2 separate regions of the Sus scrofa genome follow, and region 1 is linked to region 2. A link is a contact called in public HiChIP or PLAC-seq data. All regions are on one chromosome and are shown on one strand. Each heading gives the region's core, a stretch centred on a gene start, on an enhancer-like site or on the middle of the called end of the contact. The rest is flanking DNA. Distances are from core to core; before and after follow the strand shown.

Evidence for each region. HiChIP or PLAC-seq counts read pairs in DNA pulled down with a chosen protein or histone mark.
Region 1: a contact with region 2 is called in an H3K27ac HiChIP or PLAC-seq map of alveolar macrophages. The contact joins the promoter of IRF2BPL here to the promoter of VASH1 in region 2. A contact is called at or near these places in 2 of 2 datasets of contacts at active chromatin or transcription factors (alveolar macrophages and skeletal muscle).

The regions. Positions count from the first base shown.
Region 1 is chr7:100,122,431-100,125,130 of Sscrofa11.1, reverse strand. IRF2BPL (interferon regulatory factor 2-binding protein-like) reads left to right here and starts at 1,311. Exons shown (of 2, transcript XM_001928316.6): 1 at 1,311-2,700. The coding sequence starts at 2,642.
Region 2 is chr7:99,909,218-99,911,917 of Sscrofa11.1, reverse strand. VASH1 (vasohibin-1) reads right to left here and starts at 1,274. Exons shown (of 8, transcript XM_003128659.5): 1 at 1,153-1,274. LOC106504512 (a long non-coding RNA gene) reads left to right here and starts at 1,461. Exons shown (of 4, transcript XR_001298050.2): 1 at 1,461-2,288.

The DNA of each region.
Region 1 (2,700 bases), core at 62-2,561, 210 kb before region 2:
TCCTGTGAACCTGACTCTGTGCTACAGTCTGGGCAGTGGCAGATCCACCACTTCTGTATGTGGAAGAATTCAGTGGCACAATCTATTTGGAAGGGGAGGATGGGGGGGGTTAATTATGAAGATGTATTTGCACAGAACTTTACATGAGATTGTATGCAACAAATGGGGGGGGGGCATGATGGACATTTTGAGCACTCCCAAACCATCTCTGAGAACCTAAGCTTGTCAAAGCCACCTTTCAAAGCAGATTTTTCTGGATTCGGATCCCAGTTCTGTCTCTAATGGCTGTGTGACCTTGGGCAACTTATTTAACCTCTCTACTTTCGGAACTTGTAAAACAGAGTTAATAATAGAATCTACCTTGCAGATAATACTGAGAATGTAATGATGATGCAACTAAACCACCTAACAGTATCTGGCTTCCAACAAGTCTCAGTGAGTTGCCTCCCATCAGGACAAGAAACAAAATGAAATCTTAAAACAGTTCTAATAAGCTGGGAGCTCTGATCCCATTTTACAGATGGAAAACAGATGTTATTATCTTAGGGTAAGTAACTAACTCAAGGTCACAAAGCCAGTAAGTGATAGAGAGGAAATTCCAACCTAGTGTGCCAGGCTCCGGAACCTGAAATTCCATTATATTGTCTGCCCCCACTCCAGCCTTGTCCAGGATTGTCTCAATTTTCATGGTGGGGGGAAAGCAGACCCAATACTTAGAAAAATCAATTGAAATGCCCCAACTAGCCCTATGACCAACACATCTGGTCTGCAATCAACAATAATGATGAGAAGTGATGGGGGCCTTGCTCAGCCTTCTGGAGCACTATGGAATGAAATCACAGCACATGAGAAGGAACTTTGAAAACTGCGGCTGTTTTACAAAGAGATATCAATACTATTAAATGTTGAGCCCACCTTTTTTTTTTTTTTTTTAAATCAAACCCGGAAAAACCACTCACCTGTTTGGTCTCTCCAGCACCTCCCCCTCCCTGCCCCCAGCTGCAGCTGTGTGCAGCCAGTGGACTGTTTTCCTTAAAGGCCTCCGGGTGCTCATAGCTTCTTTAGACATTCAGCCAAAATTTTTAGAGTGCGGCTTGGGGGAGGGGTATCTCCCCCTGAATTCATTTAGCTCCGTTGTTGAAGCGCAGGTTCCTAGACCAGGGCACAAAAACAAAGCGAAAAGGCAATTTTTGGAAGACTGGAACACAGCTAATTTTACAGGTGCTTCGGCATCAGTGGTAGCAAAGATGTGACCTCCACAGGGGGGGCGGGGGGAAAGGTTTGATTGCCGATGAAATGGATAATACCTACGTGGAATTCAAGGCGAAAATCTTGAAACAGGACATTTAAATCCGCTGCCAGGGGTGGGGTGGGGAGCGGGATCGGAAACGACGCTTGTGGTTTTTAAATGCGTTTTTACTTGGGAAAGCCGGGCGGGGAAAGGAAAGGTCATCGTCTGTTTAATTTCCACCCCCAGCCCTGGACTTCCAGCCTTAGCTCGCGGGGCCTCAGCTGTTGTACACACACGGCGAGGGGGGAGGGGAGGGCGGAGGCGCGGAGGAGGGGCCGACTGGGAGGAATCTGGGCTCTCTGCCGCGCATGCGCCTTTCCCGAGCAACAAGTGGGCTCCACAGAGGAAGTGTAAAGGGGAGGGGGGGAGAACTGGTGCAGAGCATGGCGGTGACGTCAGCGCTCCGCCCGGGCGGCATCCCGCGCGGCCAAGCCCGGGACAGCGCGAGCCGCAGCGCGAGCGGGAGCGCCGAGACGCGCCTCCGGAACGTAGAGTAACAATCACAACCCCACATTCCGGGCGAGTGTGAGCGGGAAGGGATGCGACCCGGGCCGAGGCGCCGCGCGAGCGCCCTGCAGCCAACGTGAGCGCCGCCAGCCGCGGCGGCCCGGGCGCCCGCCAGGCCTGGGGGCGGCGGGAGCCTGCGTGCGTGCACTCCTCTACTCTGCTCGCGTGCATCCTGGAAGCAGTGGCCGCGGCGGCTCCCTCCGGCCGTGCAAACCCAGCCGCCGCCAGCGGAACGGCCGACGCTGCGGAGGGGAGAAGCTCCTCTCTCGGCTGCCAACCCCTCCCCCGGCCCTCCCGGGAAGCAGCGACTTCAGCAAGATTGGACCCGGGCACCGGGTGGCACTGAACCCTCTATAGCCTTCGCCCCAGGGAGCCTGGCGGGGAGAGGACGCAGGTCGTAGGGCGCCCCCCCTCCAAGAGGAGAGGAAGAGACAGCCCCTTTCGAGCTTCCACGCACCAGCCACTCCGGGGAGGGGGCCAAGAACCCACAGCGGCCAGCACCCGGCACCCTCGCCCCCTCCCCCCGGGCCCGGAGCTTCCAGTCCAGGTCCGCGACACCAGGAAGAAGGCGCCTGAGCTACCCTCCCGACGAGACAGCCGCAGTAGGAGGTGGGGGCGAGGAGCGGGCTGGACTCGTCCGCCGCCCAGGCGCTGGAGCCCCCGCGGAGAGGCGCTGCGCCGGCGGTGGAGACTCGCGCTCCCTCCAGCCCCTGGGGCAGAACTTTCTCGCCCCCCCTCCCTCCCCCGCAGCCAGACTCCCTCCCCAGCCGGCCAGCCCTCCGGGAGGAGAAGGCGCCGCGGAGACAGCCCGGGCGGGGGCCTACCTTCCCCAGGGCCGGCATCATGTCGGCGGCGCAGGTGTCCTCGTCCCGGAGACAATCTTGCTACCTGTGCGACCTGCC
Region 2 (2,700 bases), core at 25-2,524:
CTGGCAGAGGAGAAAAGTCGGAGGGAAACTGAGGCCAGGCGGCTCAGACCAGCGGCCAAGAAAGGGTCAAGGCACGAATGCCCACGCCGACTGGGCGTCCCAGCTCCCAGTTTTGGACAGAAACAAATTCCTCTACAAAATATCGTACGCTCACACCTGTGCGCTCCAGGGTCGGGGACCGAGGCGACTCCAGGCCGCGTCAGCTCGGAGCCCGGACCCCCGGGCCGAAGGGCGGCGAGGGAGCGCGATTTCTCCAAAGGGATGAGTCGGGGAGCGTAGACTCGCAGCTGGCGGGGCGCGCGCCGACGCGCACATTCCACGCCCGCAGCCAACTCCCCGCACAAAGTGGGCTTTGTCTCAGCCCCCTGTCCCCTCGGCCCCGGGAAACAGGAGAGGAGCCCCCAGAATGGGGAAGGGCGCGGCGGGGAGGCGAAGCTGGGAGGGCTAAGGCCCCGCCGGTCCCCAACCCAGCGCGTCTCAGCGGGCGGATGGCGGGCATCCGGCGCCGCGCTGCGCCAGCCGAGCCATCGCGGGGCGCAGGTCCCGCTCTGGGGCCCGAGGCTCAGCGGGGGAGGCTCGGGCGGCGCGTAGGGGCCAGGCTGAGGTCACCGAATGGCGGGCTGCGGCCACAGGGTCGCCGCCCCGGACTGGCTGCAGCATGGGCGGTGGCGCAGCGGAGGCAGGCAAAGGATGCTCGCGCAGCTGTTCGCTCGGGCTCTCGCTTACCGCCACCCCCCACCCCGCCCCCGGCCAAGGGCTGGAAACAGGACCTCGGGGCCGGGAGAGCAAGCCCAGAGGCTCGCGCACGCACGGCTGCAGCTGGAGGCAAGGGACAAAGCCTCAGCAAGGGCAGGGTGCGCTAGTCCCCGGAAAGCAGCCCATAAAAAACTGAATCCACGCGTAGATCGCGGCTCAGCGGCTCGGTGAAGCTCCGGCCACCGCTGCCCCTGCCGCCTGGGGGCCCAGCAGCCGCCGGCTGGGTCCCCTGCCCGCCCGCCGCCCACCCGGCGCGACTCCAGCCCGCGCCGCGCATGCGCTCCGTCCCCCCCTTAAAGGGCCAGTGCGTTCCCGCCCAGCTCTTCGCCTCCCGCAGCCATTCCTCTGCCTCAAGTCGTCTCTAGGACGCGGGTGGGCTTGTGCTCCCCCTCTCACCTCTCGCAAAAGGCCTTGCGACGCCGGTGCAGAGCTGCCGGGGAAGTTTACAAAGTGCCCAACCGAGCGCAAAGTCCACGGAGATTCCGGCCGGGCTCAGAAGGCCGGCGGTCGGGACTTTCCTACGGGAACTGCCTGCCTCGCTGGACTTCTCGGGGTGTAGAAACCAGAGGATGGTTTGGAAACCCAGGGTTCCAGACCGGATTCAGCGTTTGTTTTTCTGTGGGATAACGAATAGATCGCTCCCCTCTGTGGGCCTCGGTTTCCCCCTCAGCCGAGGCCTTCACCCTGGGTGAGCACAGTCCTCTTGGCGCGCGCGTTCCTAAAGAAAGATACTTAGGGGTCAGGGTCACTACCTCTGCAAGCGAAAGGGTTAAAATCACCCTAGCAGCCCCCCCCCCCACCTCCGCCAGTGAGAGCAGGTTGCGCTGGCTTCGCCCTTAGTGGGCCTCCCTGGACCCGGCTCTGGGCGCCCTCGCGCCCACCGCAGGAAGGAGGCTGCCCTCGAGTCCCAGCACCACGAGCCACGGTGCAGGGTCAGCCGGCCCAGAAAAAGGCTAAAGGTCGGCTCGTTGTGCGTGCCCAGGACTGCGGAGGCCCACGGCACCCTCCCCCTCCCACAGAGCGGTAGGCGTGAATTGGGGGCAAAAGCGAAGAACTTTCCTAAGATGTACTAAAATGAGACAGCGGTGGATGCGTGCTTTCCGACTCCTCTCCTCTCCCCCACCAGCAGTTAGTATGAAAAACAGTGTTGAGAGTAAATGCAGATTCCTGGGCCCAGGCAGGCAGATTCAGATTCTTTAGGTCTGTGATTGCCACATGTCCCACTTCCCTTGGGCTGGGACAGAGAAGGCCTCGGGGGAATCCCGAGGTCCTCAGTGATGCCCCATCTGTTCCTTAAAGTTGTTCCTGGTATCTGAATCTTAGGTTCTCTAGCTTCAGTAGCACCCTCTTGCTGCCTCCCATATCAGAAACCAGGTCTGATCATAATGCAAAGGGTCAGTGGATTTCAAGAAAGCTAGTTAAGGGGGGATCCTTTTATGCTGACTGAGGCAGGAAGACTCCAAGCCTGTAAATGCCACCAGGAACCAGCAACTACAACATACTCATTATGCAGATGGAGAAGCCCAGTCTCAGTGAGTCACTTTTTCAAGTTAACACAGCTGATGATTAGTTGAACTTGTTAGAAGGAAGGGGCAGGAAGGAGGAGGCAGAGGCTGGAGCAGTGAGATTGCAGGCACAGTTTATTGACCACCAGAGTGGTCAAGAGCTCTGAGCAAGGAAGATGCAGGCTCCCCTGCAGGGCAGTGCTTGGTTTTTTTTTATAGACAGGGGTCATTTTGTTGAGCCATGTAGTCTGGGGCCTTGAGGCTCTCTTTGTTCTAGGGAACTCAGTCTGTTACATGGGCCTGTTCCATACGAAGGTGTCTGCAGGTCTGGATTCAGCTGGGTTATGCTGATTTTTTTGGTCCTTTTAGGCCTTGTTTCATTTCCCACCTAAGAAAACGGAATTCTTCCTTCTTCAGACACTTAGCTTTCACCATGCAT